2 separate regions of the Rattus norvegicus genome follow, and region 2 is linked to region 1. Evidence: chromatin contacts called from public Hi-C data. All regions are on one chromosome and are shown on one strand. Each heading gives the region's core, a stretch centred on a gene start, on an enhancer-like site or on the middle of the called end of the contact. The rest is flanking DNA. Distances are from core to core; before and after follow the strand shown. Region 1 holds the start of Bmt2 (base methyltransferase of 25S rRNA 2 homolog). Region 2 holds the start of Smim30l1 (small integral membrane protein 30 like 1).

Region 1 (3,649 bases), core at 383-2,882:
ATAAACACTTCATGACCACTCCACTCCATGGTTGAGAGGAAGGTTTGTATTGTAGATATGAAGGAGAGAACAGGCAGAGGCTTCTGTAAGAATCCAGAGCAGAGACAAAGTAGTAGATTAAGAATTAACAGCAAACTATACCTGACCAAGAGAGAAGCAGGAGCAGAGTAGAGAGTAAGAGAAGTGGGGCAGGAGGTGAAAGGAAAACCAAGAGAAGGCAAAAGAGAAGACCAAGAGCATTGATGAACTACCAGGGTTATAAGGAGCTGAGCTCCTGAGCTGGAGAAAGTTTGGTGGTGGGGTGAGAACAGCAGAGAAGAGCCATGGACACTAAAATGTGTAACAGGTATTTGTGATGCTGATGAAGCCTGGAGGCCAACATGCACTTTGGGATACACCACAGATAACAATTTTACATCTGCAGAGGGTAAAAGAAATGGTTTCGTTTTGCAGAAGGGAATCAGCTTCACCAGTTCCTGAGGATTGTGTCTTTTTGTCTAACCAACAGAATTTGGGGAAACAGAGTTTCCATTGGACCTCACAGTAGCATAAAGAGAATGTTACTAAGATTACAAAGTTTGAAAGTTTAAATGCAACAATGTCTATACTATGTAATGTAACCAACAGCTGTAAAGTGGAGGTAGTGCACAATCAGCTACAATTCATTACCCGCTCTGCCTGCTGCATTTCCAGCAGCCTAGGTACCAGCACAGAGCGGAAGCAGCCTCTTTTTGGAGAACGGGCTTCCACTTTTCTTAAAGAAGTCAGCAATCACATCCCCTTAATAGTTTTGTGCACATATGAAAGGAGGTAGAAAAGGAGAGGCATTTACTAAATTCTGCATCCACCAGTGTACTGTCTAAAACAATGAGAGGCCACCTGAGCAGACTTTTTTGTGGGTTCTGAGATGATCTACAATCAGTGTAGGTTTTCCAGTAACCCATTGTTATGGTGAATACAGAAGTTTTACGGGAAGACAACATGGCCTTTCTGTGTTTATAACTTGATTGTCCCACATCTCCTATTATTTTTTAGGATCTTTCTTTCCCCCAATTCGTTGTCTTTAGTCCAGCAGCAGTATGCCAGGCATTAACCACGGTTAGCTAAGAGAATTACATCTGGATTTGGTAGTTTGACCTCTCCTTGACCCCAAAGAAGGCTTGCAAGTTTGGACTCCTTGAAAAGTAAAACCCAGCGCAGCAGTCAAGTTTTCAAAGGGTATCTAGTAGAAGGGAATTTTCATAGGTGCAACAGGGTGCAGCGGGAACTCAGGTAGATTGCGTCTTCTGGCGGCATCATACCAAAACTCACAGCGGCTTGGGAAGTTGGGAGACGTGCCAAAGCTGGACCGTACAATGAAGCTCAACTAGGCAAAAAAACTCTGGGGCGCAAGCGCACCCCACACCATAGGCCTCCTCCCCTAGGCAGCCCGGGCTCCTCCGCACAGCATCCGGGGCGTGGCCTGGCAAGGAGCCCAGTGCTTTCTCCGCCTCCTTCAGCTGCTCCTTCCCAAACAACCCGGCGCTCCGCCGCTGCCCTTTGCCCATTGGTCGTTGTCCCTTTCCATTTCCACCCAGCCCTCCGAAGTTCACCAATCACCTTGCGCTCTTGAGAAGACACCGCCCCCGAGGCCTTAGCTGTGGCTCCTCGGCCTCCTCCGGCTGCTGCCTCTGCTGCTGCCTCCTCCTTCCCCACCTCCTCCGTCCGGGGAGAGACCGCGGGGCCCGAGGGGCGGCGGCAGCGGCGGCAGCGCTATGGAGCCGGGGCCGGGTGGCCGAGGCGCAGCGCGCGGACAGCGGCCCCCGAACGCCGCGCAGCCCCGGGAGCAGGAGCGGAAGCTGGAGCAGGAGAAGCTGTCCGGGGTGGTGAAGAGCGTCCACCGGCGGCTCCGCAAGAAATACCGCGAAGGTAAACAGGCAGCGGGGGAGGGGAGGCGGGTCCCCCGGCTGGGTCAGCTCTTTCTAGCCTCACAGGCCACCATTGACATACACGGGGGCGGCACGTCTGCCCAGGCCGCGACCAGCCGGCCACGGGCTATCGGCTCCCGGAGCCCTAATGGGCAGTCGCCACCCGCCTAGGCCCTGTCCCCAGCGGTGGGCTGAGACCACTGTCATCGAGCACACACTCAGAGGGAGGGAGGGGCTTTCAGGTAAGACCCGAAGACAGGGGAAAAAATCCACGAAGGAGAGAGACTGGCAGGAGCGAAGCTGCCCCTCACTCTTCTGCGCTGGACCAGCCTGTTGTTCAGCCGGCTTGGCAACAGCCCCTCTTCCTCTTCGCTCCCTGGCAAGGCCGTGCTGAGGCCTCCCCTGCCTGGGCGTCCAGGGCTGCGAAGTCAGCAGGCCCAGCAGAAGATCTCAAGGTGCTTCACCGTGTTTTACGGGGAAGAAAGGGTGGCAGGTAGCTTCCCTCCACCGCAGCTCCATCTTCAAGTTTATGGAGGTAGTCCAGGAAGAGATCGGGGACAGGTTCTTAAAATACTGTACAGTTTTGAATTATCTCTAACCACAGTGACTCTGAAAGACACGGATGCCATTGAAGCTGGCCATAGGTACAGCCCCCTCCTTCATGGAGGCAGCTTTTCTGTCTTGCGCATTTGCCGGAACAATGTCTATAGTTGAATTTTATGAGTTATCCTGGCATTTTGTGAAGAAGGGCTTACAAACAAAGCAACTTTATAAGACTTGGAAGGTGATACTTTGCATTTTTCTTCATATGTTCAGGGGAAAAAAATTCTGCTGAGTGTTAAAATGGGCTACTTTCAGTGGATTTTTCTTTAGCTTAGTTGCAAAATGAAAACTCAGCAGGGTTCTAATGTCAGTCTTTTAACTAGTTAATAATTTAGATTAAAAGAAAAATTATGACAGTGAAGGAACAAAGACTTGTGAGATCATGTCACTTTTCAGTTACGTACACTTTTCAATTACTCTGAAAGTTCAGTCAAGTCTATCTTCCTTTGAGTGTCGTTGATGTGTTTTATTTTTAACACCATTCAAAGTTTCTTTCCTTGACAACTTAGCTGGCTTTTAATAGAGACCATTTGATATCCCCAAAGATGGCTAATAGCTATTGTTTGATAGGTACCAGTAGAAAAGCCTTGGCAAGCATATTAAGGTATTGAATTTTTTTTATTGAAAATACTTTAATTCCCAACCGCAATTCAATAAAATGAGTGGTTACCATAGCAACAGTTGCATCATTCTTGATAGTCACAAAATGCACTTACATAATGGCATTCTCTATTGGTTTTTATGTTGTTTGAAGAAATGAGGAAATAAGTGGACCCAATTTTCTTCAATTTATCATGTCATTTTGTACAAATTTATGGCACATCTTTTAAAAGAGAATGGCTAGTGTATAATTCGGATTCTATTCTTAACCTTTTTGTAATAATTTCATTGTTATTCATTATTCATTTATTCATAAACGAATAGGCTCCACTTAACACACTGCTAATGTGTCATTATCTCTTTAAGCTGCTGTTTATGCGTGCTTAGTCTCACATGTTTAAACATGTCTTTAAGCCTAAATTCTAGCTAGGAGGACACTTGGTTCACAATGAGGATTGATCCTTTGAAATACCCAGAATGGGAAGCAATGCATGGAGTTCAGAAACAAATGATCTGAGATGTCCTGGCAGTCTAAGCAT
Region 2 (3,378 bases), core at 232-2,731, 200 kb before region 1:
AACTATATTTGAGCCCAAAATATCCCTACATAAATTTGCACCATGCTTTTACAGGTAGACCAAGTCATTACTTAATTTCTAACTATTATTTTTTTTAAAAGATGAGCATGTTTACCATGCATAGACTCTGGAAATTATAAAACTTAATCAAGAAACTTTACAGACTCAGGTACACAACAAGTGTGTACAAGCCCAACTTTAGTCTGCAGACTTCCACTAGTGAAATAAATACATAAGAAAAAAAAATAAAGTCTCCCAAATGAAAACATTGGAATTTAGGAGGAATTGGAAGCCTTTAATAGCAATAGGTCCTATTCCAAAGCTAATTGATAGGAAAGATACAAAGCCAAAAGCAACATAAGACAAATGTAATTAGAATGATTTGTTAAAATAATTAACTTTAGAAAAACAACACTGTCAATCTATCAGACACACCTTGCTTTAATGTGTTTGCCACATCTGGATCTCCTGTAAAATCTTGGCACATTTATTTCATCAAATTATTGTTATTATTGGCTAAAGTTACTGCCAAATGTACTTTGGGAACCAGAAGTATAAATCTTCGCTGTCAGAGAGATATAATTCTGTTTAAAGGAGAACCAACAACACAAGAATACATGCTGGTGATCTTCACTGAACTGAAAGTGCCCTCACTATCCGCATGATTTTTATCTGTACAAGTTCAGTCACCTCTCACTCATCACCATGAGTAACTCACAATGAGAAGATGACAAATTGTCAGTAAGTATGAAAATGATCAGGCCAGAAGTAAGATTTAGATATCCGGATATCTAAATGGATATCCCAGATAACAAGATTTTAAGAATGTTTCATAGTTAATGCTTACAGATGCAAGTGAATACTTTTTATAATGGTTTAGAGTACTAATTTGACATCTTAAAATATTGGGAGGCTGTGGAGAATGAACATTCTGAGAAAGACAGGAATTTGAATCAGAAAAGATCTGGTTATAGGACCGAAACCATATTTTCTAAACCTGCTTTGCACCACAAATGATTCAATATTTTCCAAACTTTCTGACTAAATGTGCTTATTTTCCCCATTGGTTTTTAAAAATTAGCAAATGTCATTAGGCACACTTGGAATATAATTTTTCTGCTGCAGAAATGTTGGAAGGCCCCAGGTTTGAAACCATCCCAAACAGATGGCTCCACTTAGTTACCCTCTCCTGCAGTTATTTCCTCATTTCAGAGTACTAACAAGACATATTTATGCGTCCAGAAATCCTTAACAGGGCAGAAAACACGTGTTGTTGTTTCATTCGTCTTACCACGGATTAACTAAACCTTTTCTTGGACACTCAACCACTCTTTAACAGTAAACCAGAGGGCAAAGTTGAGAAATAACTAGCAGCAGAGCTGCCCCTCAGCCAAGGATCCGAGAGCGCGCTGTGCATGACGGGAGTAGGCGGCGGGGCTTGTGGGAAATGTAGTCTGGCGACACCGCCCTGCTCTCCATTCCTGTAATGGCTGCTTTCAGTCAGGTAAGGCACAAACTCCGCTCCCCGGGATTCCAGGACTGATTCTCCGAGTGCAGTTGCAGAACGCAACAAATTTGCACCCTCCCAGAGCGAAGGAACTCCCGATCTTTATGTCAGATCTCGGGATGAATTTGCTTCTCGGCTTGGTTTCGTTTAGCTATCTGTGTGTGATAACTAACTTTAAATCTAGTAGTCTCTTTTTGAACGAACTGTTAGGGAGTATTTTCTGTACTCGTTACCAATTTCCGTCCTTGCATTTCTTTCCTTATTGACTCTAGCTTCCTCTTTAAAATAGGCTGTGTCACGAGTAACCTCTTAGCCTCAGCATCCGGAAGTTCCAAAGAGAATATTTCACGTTGGATAGAATTTTACATATACCATTGTTTTTGGTAAGTCTTATTAATTCCTTTCAACTTCACAGAGTCACGTGTTGTGTTGTTTGACTTTTGCCAGATTTAGCTGCATTTTCTAGATAGGAGGCATGCTAAGAAAATGTGACTTTTACTTGTTAGGGTATTTTAAGTTTGCAAGTATCTTGTGAATTTTTCCCTCTCTTTTCTAATGCTGTACAGCTGTCCAGTTTCAGTTTGGTCAATGCATATACTGTTGGAATTCCTATCGGAATTGCCGGTTTGAGGGTGTTGTCATGAGATTAACCTAAAATGACTGTCTTTAGTTTTGTCATCTTGAACTGACATCTGAAATGATTCACAAACTCCAGTCTAAAAGACTGTTGTCTATTTATATTGTCATTCAAAAAAGTCAGGCTTTTTTTTAACAGTTTCTTTTGTTCCGTGTTTAATTTCTAGGCAGGTTCAGCCCTCCAGATCCTAACATCATGAATTCAGTTCCAACACAACTGATCTTAGTCCTTACTTCGCTGCTTTTGATCCTGCCTGGCGTTGAAGCAGTCGAAGCTGGAGATGCGATTGCACTCTTATTAGGTGTGGTTCTCAGTGTTACAGGCATCTGTGCTTGCTTGGGGATATATGCAAGAAAGCGAAATGGACAGATATGACTTTGAAGGACTCTTCTGAATTAGACTTCACCCTGACCATTGTGCTGAAAACCCTTGTGCTGTTGAGGCCGAACCCAAGATTTGCTCTCACCTGTCCTCAGAAAGAGGATTACAGTTAGCTGAGGGTTAACACCCTCAGTTAAGAGAATGCTTTCCTGTTCATACTTGTTTCTCCTATGATGGGAGCAGATGGGGTGGGGGGAGAGGCTCTTAACAACAAAGAGTGCAGTAATAATGTGGCCCATAATTTGTATTTGCTGCTTGGGAGGTGGCCAAAGCGAGAGGGCTTAAGTTTGCAAAAGTATTATCTCATACTTTGAAAGTGTTTGTTCAGAATCTAGTAAATCTACATCGTTATTATAATCACTGCCTCTTGCATTCTGGGGGTTCTCTCTTTCATTTGGGGGGTTGGATTGGGTTTTGGATTTGTTTTTTTGTTGTTACTGTTTTCTTTTTAATGCTTCTGTTTTTAACATAGTTGTACTTAGATCTTAATAGCCAAAAATTGAAACTTTTAACTCTGAGGAAAAGTTTAATAAAAATGTATTAAATGTATCTAATACTAAAATGGTGAAAATATTTGTTAAAAAAATAACTATACATTAATTGAGTGCCTTCTCCTTTGTGGGATGTTTTTTTTTTTCAGATACATAGCCATTATACTGTCAGTTCACCTATTGTTTTGGCCTGCTTGTATCCAGATGCGAGCTAATTATTTCTAATCTGAGTGAAGAGGGGCTGGTTATGTTACCTTCAAGGATCACAATGGGTGCGAAATGGGTATCTATGAGATAGAAGAGACTGCTGTTAGAAAATCCACAAATATGAAAGGAAATGTATTGTCCTTCTTTGATTTATA

Evidence for each region. A called contact is a pair of places that touch in the nucleus more often than the background predicts.
Region 2: a Hi-C map of the A7r5 cell line shows a contact between it and region 1, with 2.1 times the contacts expected there. The contact joins the promoter of Smim30l1 here to the promoter of Bmt2 in region 1. A contact is called at or near these places in 2 of 12 Hi-C or Micro-C datasets (the A7r5 cell line and mammary epithelial cells).

What each region holds. Positions count from the first base shown.
Region 1 is chr4:42,909,529-42,913,177 of GRCr8, reverse strand. It overlaps Bmt2 (base methyltransferase of 25S rRNA 2 homolog), which reads left to right and starts at 1,632. Exons shown (of 5, transcript NM_001109221.3): 1 at 1,632-1,908. The coding sequence starts at 1,755.
Region 2 is chr4:43,107,516-43,110,893 of GRCr8, reverse strand. It overlaps Smim30l1 (small integral membrane protein 30 like 1), which reads left to right and starts at 1,481. Exons shown (of 3, transcript NR_110645.1): 1 at 1,481-1,504; 2 at 1,797-1,890; 3 at 2,311-3,125.